Regions from separate parts of the Mus musculus genome. Here all the other regions are linked to region 1. Evidence: chromatin contacts called from public HiChIP or PLAC-seq and promoter capture Hi-C data. All regions are on one chromosome and are shown on one strand. The core of a region is the stretch at or near the end of the contact, and the rest is flanking DNA. Distances in the headings are between cores, read along the strand shown.

Region 1 (3,082 bases), core at 143-2,642:
CCACACTTTGGTCTTCATTCTTCTTGATTTTCTTGTGTTTTGCAAATTGTATCTGGGGTATTCTAAGTTTCTGGGGTAATATCCACTTATCAGTGAGTGCACAGTAAGGAAGGTCACACTAAGAATGTATGTAGGTTGGGTATCAATTTAACAGGAGCTAGACTAGCCCAAGACAAGCTCTGGGCATGCCTCTGAGGGATTATCTAGATTTAGTTAATTGAGGAGAGGAGACCAGAGGGCCCTTAACTGGGAGACACCATTGCCTGGACTGAACAAAAGGTCCTTAAGTCCCTGCTGGGAGACTCCAGGCTTTGAAGGGCTGTAACCTGGGACTGTGAGTCAGCATGAAGCCTTCCTCCTTTACCTTGCTATCCTCAGGGTATTTTTCCACAACAGTAAAAGGAATCTAGGCCTTAGGGAATCTGCGTGATCAGAGAGGAGGTAGAACTGTTGGTGGGGGAGACTCTTGGAGATGCAGATAAGAAGGTCCAGGTAGAAAGCCCTAGGGCAAGTCCCCTTAACACTTAAGAACTCCGTCTGGAGCAGAAACAACCATTTTAGATGAAGAATCCGCAGTTCAAGATAACTAGAGAGAAAGGCAAGCAGGATGCAAGGTGAGGACTGTGGTAAGATGACCTATTCGGCCTCCAGCAGCTGAAGGAGGAGGAAGCCCACTGGGAGAGAGCAATGTGTTGGAAGCCGGAAGTGAGGCTGCAGCTCCGCGAAGGGGCGGGGCTGCTCAGCCATGGAATAAATAGATCGAGGGATGGCGGGGAGCCAAGCGTGGTTTTCAAGCGTGGGACCACCCAGATGTGGGGACAGCATTCTGAATCCCGGTTGAAATCACAGCATCAGGAGTCTAAACACAATTAACATTCCTTGCCAGGTGGCCAACATAGAAACAGTGTAACCCTTAGGCTTTAAGCCCAATTCATTGATATTTTAACATTTTTTTGTGGAAAAAAAATATATATAACCTTATGTTGGCCACCTTCACAGCAAATGCTAATTGTGCTGCGGCTCTAGAAGATGAGGTTTCAACTAGGGACTCCTTTTATCTCCCACATCAGGATGGTTTTTCTTTCTATCCTGCCTCAGTGGACTCAGTAAAGATTTAGGGGAACATCAGACAAACTAGGATTCAAGAGTCTGAGGCCTAAGCCCCACAGTTTATGCCGGAAATAACCGAACACTTTGAGGAGCCAAAGGAAGGACTTCCGTGGAGGCAATGACGTGACAGCTGCACCAGGCGCGCTGGATGCAACTTCCCTCCCATGGCTCCCGCTGCTTCTCTGCAGGCTGGCGCCAGCTGGCGGGCCTGACGGGGCGCAGACTGGAACGAATGGCCACTTTGAGTTTCAACTCGAAGCGTCCACCAGGGGGAGGCTGCAGGACCTCGCTGTGCAGAGCTGAGAAGGGCTGCCACGTGTCGGATGAGGACTGCGGAGAGCCGCGGGGCGCGGAGGAGGCTCGGTCCTTCCCCAAAGCACAGGCTGAGCTGTCTGTGCAAAGGTGTAATGACACGGAGAAAGGGCGGATTTTAAGGGATAAAAGAAGAGGCTTTTCGCGACGCCGCTTCAGCAAGTTATCTGAACCGAGCCAGCTTTCCTGGGAGGATCAAGAATTCCAGCTCCTCAGCCTGGACTCGAGGGGAGCAGGAGAGCTGTGGAGCCGGAGAACAATGGGAAGTCTGTGGTTAGGGAGGTGACCTGCAGTTCTACACGGGGACACCCGAGAGGAAGCCGAGAAGACGCTTGGTCCTTGGTTTTAATTAATTTTTACTTATTCCTACCCAGTAGGAATAGAGAAAATCTTGCCTTAAAAAAAAAAAACTAAATAAAAGCAAGCAAACAAAAACAATGTTTAAAAATTAGCCTTAGTACACACACACACACATATATATACACACACATACACAAATCCTTTCTGGGATTAAGGGGGGTTGGAGACAAGGTCTCACTTTGTGGCTGTGGCCTGGAACTCAATATGTAGACCAGGCTGACCTCTCCTGTAACTCATAGAGATCCACTGGCCTCTGCCTCCCTACTGCTGGTATTAAATATATGGGCCACCACACCCAGCTTTTTTTTTTTCTCTTTTAGTTGTGGTAAAAATACATATATCAGGGTCAGGGAGATGACACAGCACACAAAGGCACCTGTCACTAAGCCTTGTGTTTGTGATATCTGGAATCCATGTGATAGGAGGAGAGAACAGAGTCCTGTAAAGAGGACCCAAAGGTCATCTCTGATCTCCACACCTGTGTTAACACGTGCACACAAATAATAAATAAATAAGTGCAAATGAAATACACATAGGGTGGCATAAAGCCTTAGAGATGTATTGCCAAAGTGGAAATGTGCTGTCTCCATGGGAGCACACTTGGCTAGCATGCAGAGACCCTGGGTTCAGGTGAGCAGTGAAGACAGCAAAAAAAAAAAAAAAAAAAAAAAACCCACATAAAATCGACCATGTTGGACACTTTGAACAATCCAAATGGGGAACATTAAGAAAATTCATAATGTTGGGTGTAGTGGCGCATGCCTTTAGTCCCAGCACTCGGGAGGCAGAGATAGGTGGATTTCTGTGAGTTTGAGGCCAACCTGGTCTATAGAGAGAGTTCCAGGACAGCCAGGACTACACAGAGAGACACTGTCCCCAAATAAGGAAATAAATAAATAAGAACATTTATACTGCCAGGTATGGAGAGACTTATGTAAAACCCAACATAGTGAGCCAGGAAGTACAGGACTCAAGGTCTATGCAAGGAACTCAAGGTCAGTCTAGGTTACACAAGACCTGTCTCAAGAGTGCACCAAACCAGGGCTGGTGAGATGGCTCAGTGGGTAAGAGCACCAGACTGCTCTTCTGAAGGTCCGGAGTTCAAATCCCAGCAACCACATGGTGGCTCACAATGAGATCTTCTGGAGTGTCTGAAGACAGCTACAGTGTACTTACATATAATAAATAAATCTTTAAGAAAGAGTGCACCAAACCAAAACAAAGGATCTTGTTCCCACTGCTATGCCACCACTACTACCTGAAGAGTGCTCTCTCCCTGGGATTACAGGCATGCACCACC
Region 2 (3,246 bases), core at 112-2,611, 260 kb after region 1:
AGTCCTTTTTCTTTGTGGCATGGCCACTGGTCCGTGCTCTAGTATCTGGCCCACGCCTGTGTGAGTGTAGACAGCACTAACTGAACTCACTGGATTACTGACATGAAGCTGGAAGGGCTGTGTGGTGGTGGAGATGACCAAAGTACATTGTATAGGGTATAAAACTCACAGAATAAATAGATACTACATAAAAGGTAAAAACTTAGCACAATTAAGTGGAGAATGATAGAGGAAGGCATCTAGTGAGAGAGGAAGGCTTCCACATGCATGAGCTCATGCATACACACACACTCACACACACACACACACTCAAACACACACACAAACATACCCATGCACACATGTACGCACACACACACAAAAATAGTAAAGCTTGCAAAATGAACCTTTTTTTTTTTAAGATTTTTTTATTTTATGAGTACACTGTAGCTGTCTTCAGACACACCAAAGAGGGCATCAGATTCCATTATAGATGGTTGTGGTTGCTGGGAATTGAACTCAGGACATCTGGAAGAACTATAAGTGCTCTTAACTGCTGAGCCATCTCTCCAGCCTCAAAATGGACCTTTAGAATCAGAAATATACAGAATCATCAGGCTAAGCTATTCTAGGAGACCCCTAACAACCAGAACAGAGGCCTAAAGAATGATGGCGTTCACTACTCTACTCCTCTGCTCTTAGGAGCCTTCTCAGCTAGGTCCAGGTTCTTCTTCATTTGTTTGCTTTATCTGCTATCCACAAGATGTGAACTTTTTTTTTCTAAAGGATTTATTTATTTATTAAGTACACGGTATTCTGCCTGCATTTATGCCTGCAAGCCAGGAGAGGGCACTCGTCCTCGTTACAGATGGTTGTGAGCCACCATGTGGTTGCTGGGAATTGAACTAATGAGAGTCTGGAAGAGCAGACAGTGCTCTTAACCTCTGAGCCATCTCTCCAGCCCAAGATGTGAACTTTTTAAAACCCCTTAGAAACTTGCTATAGCACAGTGGCCAAGCATCTTCCTGTGTCTCTGACTGGGCAGTCTACCAGTCCCAGAGAGAGCTGCTGCTGTCAGTCAGGGGCCACACTTTGAGACCCACTGTGTCAGTTCTGGCCATGAGACTGATAGGACACTCCTGAGGGAACACAGTTCCTATCAGATGCTTGTGTTCTCAGGACTCAGTGGCCCCAGTGTCCTGTTCCACGGAGAAGATGCTGGAATGAGGGTTACCTTTCTGACACCAGCTTCTCTTAGCTGACCTCTGAAACTGATGTTTGCCTCTGGCACTTGGGCAGGCGCACTGTGTCTGGTGAGGTCATGTCCACAGTGGCTCTGACCTAACTGACGTGCTTCTTACTCTTTGCTTCCTCTGTAAGGACCCCAGAAGCCAACTCTCGTGCCTCCAGTCCCTGCCAAGAATTTGAACAGTTTCAGATCGTCCCAACTGTGGAGACACCCTATTTGGCCCGAGCAGGGAAGAATGAATTTCTCAATCTTGTTCCAGACATTGAAGAAGTCAGAGCGGGGTGAGTCCTGTGGCATGCACCCTTTCTAGCTCTGCTGTGCAAGGCTGTTCCAGCCTAGAGCACAGGGCTGTGCTGCCGTGTGCGGTGGGCATCTGGGCCTAGCACATTGTGCTGATGTGACCAGTGATGATCTAGGCCAACTGGATCATTTTCCTGTCCTGGTGCATCTGAGGGCTCGCCTAGTGGAAGCATGTATCGATGGGTCGATCTCAGCTTACTACTGTTTACTTTAGGAGAAACTGACTTCTTTTACAATGTCCTTTCAGATCAGTGGTATCTAAGAAAGGATACCTGCATTTCAAAGAGCCACTTTCCAGTAACTGGGCTAAACATTTCGTTGTGGTTCGTCGCCCTTACGTCTTCATCTATAACAGTGACAAAGACCCAGTAGAGCGTGGCATCATTAACCTGTCTACAGCACAGGTGGAGTACAGCGAGGACCAGCAGGCCATGGTGAAGGTCAGTCTCTCCTGACTTGGCTGTCTGATGCTCCCTGTGTTCTTCCCTTTTGAGTCTGGCGTTCTAGTCTGTGGCATGGATCCTAGTTTATATCTGGGTTGCATGAACTTTCGGTGTGAAGTGCTGTGCACCCTGTGAATTTGGCAAGATGTTCCTAACTGTTCATTCTCTCCAATAACTTTCTTCTACCTAATGTCTCTTCCCAGACACCTAATACTTTTGCTGTATGCACAAAGCACCGTGGGGTCCTTCTGCAAGCTCTCAATGACAAAGACATGAATGACTGGTTATATGCCTTTAACCCACTTCTGGCTGGCACAATAAGGTCAGATACTGTTCTTTTGCTTCATTTCCTCATGCTGAGACAGTCTCACTGTATAGCCCAAGCCAGATTCTAAGTTCTCCACCTCATCCCAAGGACTGGGTTTACAGGTGTGCACTACCATGCCTGGCTCGTGAAAGCTCTTTCTCACATTTACATGAGTAGGAAAGATGTGTCGTTCTAACTGGGATGAAAATGGAAAGGAAGGCAAGGGTACGATGATGAGTTACAGGGTGAGACGAGTGCCCTGCTTCCAGTGCAGTGTCGTGCGTCCTCAGCCGTAAGGACACCACCGGTCCTATCCTTCATCTCCTTTAGGTTTCAGTTTTCAGGAGGTCTGCAGAAGGCCCAGAGCACCGAGTAAAGGAGAAACAGTGCTTTAATGGACTCCCATAGTTCAGGCTGTGTGAGAGGAGCGCATCTCACAGAGTCCCCAGCGTAGGAAAGACCTCATAGCTGTCCCTGGGCTACTGTTAGGAGTCATAATGTCCATATGTGCTCTGCAGGCTATCTGCTCTGCGACCCCTGTGAAAAGGGTATTCAACCCCCAAAGGGGTCTCGAGTTGAGAACTGCTGGTCCAGCCATTTGTTTAGGAGCGTAGAAGCCTGGCCTGCAGAATCGGCTGGGAGAGACCAGCATCCACTCTTCTAACGCTGCCTCCTGTTTTTCTCATAGGTCAAAACTCTCTCGCAGATGCCCGAGCCAGCCAAAGTACTGAGCGTTCTCCTGAGCCTTGCTCACCTTCGACAGATAAAGAAAGTGTTACCTCTCATTCTCTTTGTGATTCTTGACAGTTATTCTTGTATGTAATCCTGTGGCTTAACGACTTTTCCCTCCTCACCCTGCACTTCTCTAGCTCTCTGTTCCCTCTCCATGGCTCTGACTCTTCTTATTCTTGTGCTAAGACTTGTAGCATGTGGCCTAACAAGGGGAACAAAACCACTACACGTCCATA
Region 3 (3,390 bases), core at 106-2,605, 270 kb before region 1:
GGAGGATCAGTGTCCGCCTCAGCTCTGTAGTGAGTTTGGGGCCAGTCTAGGATCCATGAGATTTTTTTCTCAAAACAAACGACAAAGATCCCCCTGTTCTCTTGAGGATTTATGTGGGAGCGGCTGGTGACATCTAGACCTTCTTCCCCTCTCAGTAAGCTGGAGGGAGGGCAGGGCTGAAAGTTCCCACCCTCTCCACACAGCTAGTTAGTTTCCCTTAGCAGCCAGCCCCATCCTCAGACTGTCCAGCAGCCCTCAGGCCTGGTCAGCCCTGGCCACAGAAAGACACCACTGCAGAATTTTCCAGGACGTTAGGAGCTGAGTGCAGGCGACTGGACAAAGGTCAAATATGCATGTGACAGCATTACAGGTACTGGCAGCTCTGGTGAGAGCCAGAGACTGAGGCACCCTCACCTGTCCCCACTTGCGACACCCACCTAGCTGACCTATCCTGGGTCTCTTCAACAGGTCCCAAGTCTACTTTTCTGGGAAGGACTTGATTGGCCTCGCTGGAATCCGAGCCTCCATTCTGGTCCAGTAAGTTATGGCCATGAGTCAAGTTTGTCTGCTGGTTGCCCACCTTCTTGATTACAAAGGGGAAGAGTTGCCAAAAACAGGCCAGACTAACAGGCTAGAAGCTAACTGTGTCCATGTGAGTTCATCCTGTTTTGGTCTTGCTTAACACACACATACATACAACACACAAACAGACACACACATATCATCCACAATACACACACATATACAACGTGCACACCAATACAAGACAAGACACATATATACACAAACATAACACACACACTTAATATACCAACAGACATACACAAATACACATATATACACATATATAAAATGTATAAAATGCACAACATGAAAAACAGACACATACACCATATACAATACAGAGCCACATACAGAAACACACAGCACACACAACACAGAGAAACACAAACATAAGAGAGACAAGCACATACACACACACAAACACAGCACACAAGCAAGCACATGCACACATATACACAGAAACACACACACACAGCACACAAGCAAGCACATGCACGCTTGTTCAATCTCTTTAGATTTCCTTTATTTTTTATTTATTTTTTATTTTTTGATTGAACTCACGTCCTCTGGAAGATCAGTCAGTGCTCTTAACTGCTGAGCCACCTACCTGTCCAGCCCCTCCTCTGCTTTTCTAAGACATCCTCATTCCTGTTGCCCTCTTTAATGGTTCTGTCCTCAGCCCTACCTTCTGCCCCTCTCCTGTTTTGCTGTCCCTCCTCTAGGTGGCTCCCTAGGACTCCTCAGTGTATGAACGATCAGTCAGTTAACCACACCAGACTCTGTAGAGCAGAGGCACAGAAGCGATGTGGAAAGCTGTGCTCTGATGTTAGCTTGTCTGGGCTTACCCGTGTAAGGAAGCAAGGCTGCCCCAGGCTCCGCCCACAGGGAAGTTAGCCATTGTGGGACTCTCTTCTAGCCCTGCCTGAGAATTTCTTGGCCAGGCTTTTTCTTGTAGAGCTGTGATGGCCATGGCCATTCCCTGCCTGGTGCCGGGACTTTGGCAGAGCCATGTCCCTAAGGATGGGATGACACAGTTTGCTTCTCAGATCTCCATCCATCATAAAGCCCTAGTGGATTACCTGAAATTTATACTTTGCTTAGTTATGTGTACAGGGCTCTGGTAGAACATGGTGGTATTCTTTTTGTTGTGGTTGTTGTTGTTTTTGGTTTTTTGTTGTTTTGTTTTGTTTGTTTTTTAAAGATTTATTTATTTATTATATGTAAGTACACTGTAGTTGTCTTCAGATACACCAGAAGAGGGCATCAGATCTCATTATGGGTGGTTGTGAGCCACCATGTGGTTGCTGGAATTTGAACTTCGGACCTTCGGAAGAGCAGTTGGGTGCCCTTACCCACTGAGCCATCTCACCAGCCCCTGTTTTTGTTTTTTGAGGCAGGGTTTCTCTGTGTATCCCTTCCTGTCCTGGAACTCACTTTGTAGACCAGGCTGGCCTCGAACTCAGAGATCCGCCTGCCTCTACCTCCTGAGTGCTGGGATTAAAGATGAACACCACTGCCAGGCAGTGTTGGCACACGCCTTTGATCCCAGCACTTGGGAGGCAGAGGCAGGCGAATTTCTGAGTTCCAGGGCAGCCTGGTCTACGAAGTGAGTTCCAGAACAGCCAGGGCTACACAGAGAAACCCTGTCTCGAAAAAAACAAAACAAAACAAAACAGGAGACAGAGGCAGGTGGATCTCTCTCTGAGTTTGAGGCCAGTCTGGATTTCAGAGCAAGGTCCAGGAGCTACACGGAGAAACCCTGTCTAAAATAAAATAAAATGTGTATAGGGGCTGGAGAAATTCAGTGGCTAAGAGCACTGACTGCTCTTGCAAAGGACCCAGGTTTGGTTCCCAGCATCTACATGGTGACTCACAACCACCTGTAACTCTAGTTGCGGTCTTCTGACCTCCATGTTTATCAGGCACACATGTGGTGTGTGTGTGTGTGTGTGTGTGTGTGTGTGTGTGTGTGTGTGTGTGCAAGCAGGCAAAACACTCATAGCCAGAAGAATAAAATAAATACATATACTAAGATGAAAAATTACGTGTATATATGTGTCTATGTAGCAATCCCTGCAAAGGCCATAGGAGAACATCAGATCCCCTGGAGCTGAAGTTACAAGCAGCTGTGGACTGCTCAATGGGAGAAGCAAACTTGAGTCCTCTGCAAAAACAAACAGAACCAGCTCCTAAGGTCAGCATTGTCTCTCCAGCCCCATCTCTGCAATGTTTATTTGGAGTCATACCTCTTGTCTAGGCCAATGCCTTGAAATCCTGTCCACTTGAATCTTTAGCCTTAAAGTGGGCAGGCCCCAGGGTGTGGGCTTCCAAGCAGTAGAGGAAGAGTTGTCAGCTCAAGGGTGGGATGGGGAAACCATTTTCCAGATGGGCGTGGAAGGCTTTCTCTTTCATTTCTTGGAAGATGACTTCCCCTCCAGCAGTTTCCAGAAGGCCCCAGGCTTGCTGTCTAACAGGAGGAGATAGTTTACAGGGACCAGTGGTCAGAGTCATCAGCCCGATGATGGCTCTTCTTAAAGAAATCTGTTCCCTTGCCGGGAGCAGTGTGCCAGTTTAGGGTTCCACATAGGGTGTGTCTTCTGCCATGTATTTGAGCCTTAGTAGTCTTTGACTCTAGGCGGGGAAAAAAGAATATACCTTTACAAAGTTAAATATAAACTGGCCAGTGGTGGTGGACTCCTTTAATCCCCACATCAGGGAGGTAGAAGCAGGTGCTGGGGTCTTGGGCTTACTCCACAAGCACTGTATAAGACCTACACCCCAGCTCTCTTTCTTTTTCTTGAACAGACAGAATAATCCTGAACCTAG
Region 4 (3,201 bases), core at 316-2,815, 320 kb after region 1:
GGTCTCAGCCTCCATCGCGGTGACTGGTGGTCCCTGGGAATGAAATCTCTTACTCTTCAGGGCTGATTTCAGAAGCAGGGCTTTGTGGCTTTTCTAGCAGGTCTATAGAATTAAGCCTTGGCTCTCCCGAGGAGATGTCTGCTTGAAGGGAAAGTCTGGAGTGTCCCAAGGGCCCTGTCCTACTGTTGCTGTGTCCTGAAGGATGTAAGGTGTTCAGGGCCTGCCTTCTTTCCCTTGTGGAGTGGTAGGGGAGCAGAGGGATAGCTCGCTGGGTGTAGGCAAAGCCTGATGACCTGAGCGTCACCCCATGGTGGAAGAGGGACCTCGGGAAGGTCTCTAGAGCGGGGCGTGTTTTACTTTGGAAGGAGCCGACTTTCAGTTGCTTTGTTTCAGTCTCGAGCCTCCCTTGGATCTTGGTGTTCTCTAGTGTCTGAGATGGGGTTTCAGGTCTGTCTGCATATGCGGGGTCCATCCCTCACATCCCCACAATTCTCAACCTGGACCTGTGAAGGGCCAGGAGGTGGCCCAGGACTTTGTCACTGTCTTGGGAAGGAAGTGGGCTGTCAGCTGGCCGAGTCCAGGTTTCTCAGGAAGTGACTGTGACCTATACAAAGAAAGCATCCCTTACACTTGGCCAGTCTATCGACGTGCATGTCTACATTTTCAAAAATGGTATCTATGACGGGGAGAGGGAGATGCACGTGTGTGCTACAGCGGGAGTGTGGGTCAGAGGTCAAGTTTGTTAGGAACCGGTGTGTTCTTCCGTTTTACCATTATCTGGGGGCCAGAGTGGAGCTGCAGGTTACCAGGGTTGCATCGCAACTGCTGTGCTCAGTGAACCATCTTCCTGGCCTCGTTTCTTTCTATCTTTTTTTTTTTTTTTTTTAAAGAAATGTGCAAACTGCTGACCTGGGCATCTTGGAAAGCCCTAGACCAGGAACTCTGCAAGTGTGCATGTCACTGAGAGGCCCAGGACAGCGTCCGTGGCACTGAGATGCAGAAGGCCTTTGGTCCCGTCTCTCTTCTGCATCCGCATCTATACTTGAGCGAGTCAAAGGTCTAGCCTGGGGCAGAGGGCAGTCTGGGACATGCTCTTGGTTCATCCTTCCTTGCGACCTGGTGAACACTGGGGCCATCCTGTGACCCTGGGTCTTCTCTGTACCTGGTTACTTCTGCTCGTAGCCGATTCAGACATGCCTGCTTTTAGCTCCGGGGATGGACGGAACCGTGGTAGGCACGTGCTGGGCTGAGCTGAGCTGCGTCCCAGCCTGCAGTCTTGCTTCTCCTGGGTAAGACCCCACATCTTCAGCTCTTTACCCAGGCCTGATTTCATATTCTGTTAAATCACCCGGCTTTGTTCTGATGGCTTCCTGCTTGCCACAGGCACAATCACAAGGAAGCAGAACTCCCAGAGCAAGCGCGCATGTGTTCTAAAATAAGAGCAGATTCACTCCAAACACAGGAAAAGTCCCGAGTCTTTAATTAAGGGGCTAAATCCAACCCCACAAATGTTTCTTTCTGTGAGAGCTGATTGCTCCGGCTTGTGCGTCACCGCGTGAGTGTGGAGAGGCGTGTAGGTTTTCAATGAACGAGTGCAGACCCCCAAGCAGGTGGTGCTAGAGCTTAAAACACCACAGAAGAGACCCTCGTCCACCAAGCACAGACCTCAGCACGTCCGAGGATGATGGGTGGCCGAGGCACAGGAGGCAAGTGGCCCTCAGCCTTCGGGCTGCTGCTGCTCTGGGGGGTCGCAGCCTCCGCCCTTCCCCTGGAGAGTGGCCCTACTGGCCAGGACAGTGTGGTGAGTGCACCTGCTCAGTTTGTCTCTGTAATTCTGACCACTCAGTCCTGCATGATGTGTTCTGTGTTGTGGTGTGTGTGTGTCCCTAGGATTTTACAACGCCCCATTCAGACCCCTGGTCCCTGTTTGCCCTCAGTTCTCCTAGCCTGGGTCTGTCAGGGACTCCTCTCTGCTGGTGTCTGCTTTGGAGACAGGGATTGCTTCCAGCTGTCACAGCGCTCCACCGTCTTCTCTGCCGTGAGACCAGTCACACGGACTTCCAGAGCCTTAATTTATATACACAGCTATACTCTCACTCGCTCAAATAATTCCTGCCCTCTTGTTCTCCATGGTGTAAATTTTATAATTTCATCAAATGATTTACTTTCTCTTTTTTCCATTTTTGAAAAAGTTCCAAGAAAGAGTCCATAAAGTTGACCATTAAAAGTGGATTTTTCTTTGAGATCACCAGATGAGTTTCAGATGGGTCGTTTATCATCAGAGTACTCCTAGAAACTTCCTGAGGAGTTTGAAAGAAGGCCCAGACTTAGCGACTCAGTCTGTTCTGATTTCTGAACATCCAGGAGGATGTGTGGAGGTGGGAGAGCCTGTGGACCCAGGGCCTCTCAGCTGGCAGCCATTTTGACAGCTTTCCTAGTCTCAGAGCTGAGGACCTCAGCACAGATTATAAGGTAGAAGTTAAAGCACTTTATTTGTTTTCAAGATAAGGCCTCACTGTGTGTAGCCCAGGCTAGCCCAAGCTCACAGTACTCTATCTGCTGTTGCCTCCTGACTGCCGAGTCCAAAGGTCTCTGCTACCATGCTTGAAAAAAATCAGCATTTTTATTTATTTATTTATTTATTATTATTGGACTGGTCTGTTTTTCTCCACTGAGCAGTTTCTCTAGAGTCCGTCTCACTCTGACTTTGAGGGAGTGTGGTTTGTTAAGGAACAGTTTGCTCTCTGTGGGGGGTGGGGGTGGGGGGGCATATCCGAAGGCTGAGTGAGTCCCAGTGAGTGAGTGGTGAGTGGTTGCTTTTCTCTCCTTTGTTATCTGCTTCTCTAAAACACAGCAGGAAGCCACCGAGGGGAGGAGCGGCCTTCTGACTTTCCTTGCCTGGTGGCACGAGTGGGCTTCCCAAGCCAGCTCCAGCACCCCCGTCGGAGGGGGTACCCCCGGGCTGTCCAAGAGCCAGGAAAGGCCACCCCCCCAACAGCCCCCACACCTGGATAAAAAGCCCTGCAAGAACTTCTTCTGGAAAACCTTCTCCTCGTGCAAGTAACCCCACCCTGGGCATAGCACCCTGGCCACCCTGTGAGATGCCAACGAGACCTGAATAAAGACTGTCAATCAGCGGGGAGCTTTCTTCTTATGTCAGCTTTGCCTCCCCTGCCCTGTGAGAATCATTGGTTTCAGTAA

What was found. HiChIP or PLAC-seq counts read pairs in DNA pulled down with a chosen protein or histone mark. Capture Hi-C pulls out chosen DNA fragments and counts their contacts.
Region 2: a contact with region 1 is called in an H3K4me3 HiChIP or PLAC-seq map of bone marrow-derived macrophages, with 6 times the contacts expected there. The contact joins two enhancer-like sites. A contact is called at or near these places in 1 of 484 Hi-C or Micro-C datasets (the G1E-ER4 cell line), 4 of 115 datasets of contacts at active chromatin or transcription factors (bone marrow-derived macrophages, embryonic midbrain, extraembryonic endoderm stem cells and 1 more) and 2 of 9 other capture datasets (adipose tissue and embryonic stem cells).
Region 3: a contact with region 1 is called in a promoter capture Hi-C map of liver. The contact joins two enhancer-like sites. A contact is called at or near these places in 2 of 484 Hi-C or Micro-C datasets (Th1 cells and embryonic stem cells), 3 of 115 datasets of contacts at active chromatin or transcription factors (double positive thymocytes, embryonic stem cells and large pre-B cells) and 2 of 9 other capture datasets (adipose tissue and liver).
Region 4: an HNF4G HiChIP or PLAC-seq map of pancreatic cancer cells shows a contact between it and region 1. The contact joins the promoter of Cort here to the enhancer-like site in region 1. A contact is called at or near these places in 1 of 39 promoter capture datasets (the C10 cell line), 2 of 484 Hi-C or Micro-C datasets (palatal mesenchyme and uterus), 6 of 115 datasets of contacts at active chromatin or transcription factors (the 230-238 cell line, bone marrow-derived macrophages, craniofacial prominence and 3 more) and 3 of 9 other capture datasets (adipose tissue, liver and pancreatic islet).

The regions. Positions count from the first base shown.
Region 1 is chr4:149,443,746-149,446,827 of GRCm38.p6, reverse strand. No RefSeq gene overlaps it. Among named protein-coding and RNA genes, the nearest start is that of Rbp7, 9.7 kb to the left of the region's middle. Within about 2 kb of position 1,392, at least 258 of the 459 cell types and tissues checked have an H3K27ac peak or open chromatin away from gene starts, as enhancers often do. A contact at or near this core is called in Th1 cells, adipose tissue, bone marrow-derived macrophages and 6 more, where this site is marked.
Region 2 is chr4:149,180,531-149,183,776 of GRCm38.p6, reverse strand. Kif1b (kinesin family member 1B) reads left to right here. Exons shown (of 49, transcript NM_001290995.1): 46 at 1,360-1,509; 47 at 1,776-1,968; 48 at 2,175-2,293; 49 at 2,967-3,246. The coding sequence ends at 3,009. Among named protein-coding and RNA genes, the nearest start is that of Pgd, 15 kb to the right of the region's middle. Within about 2 kb of position 1,361, at least 25 of the 459 cell types and tissues checked have an H3K27ac peak or open chromatin away from gene starts, as enhancers often do. A contact at or near this core is called in adipose tissue and bone marrow-derived macrophages, where this site is marked.
Region 3 is chr4:149,708,691-149,712,080 of GRCm38.p6, reverse strand. No RefSeq gene overlaps it. Among named protein-coding and RNA genes, the nearest start is that of Tmem201, 28 kb to the left of the region's middle. Within about 2 kb of position 1,355, at least 148 of the 459 cell types and tissues checked have an H3K27ac peak or open chromatin away from gene starts, as enhancers often do. A contact at or near this core is called in Th1 cells and embryonic stem cells, where this site is marked.
Region 4 is chr4:149,125,127-149,128,327 of GRCm38.p6, reverse strand. It overlaps Cort (cortistatin), which reads left to right and starts at 1,565. Exons shown (of 2, transcript NM_007745.4): 1 at 1,565-1,801; 2 at 2,855-3,201. The coding sequence starts at 1,682. The coding sequence ends at 3,064.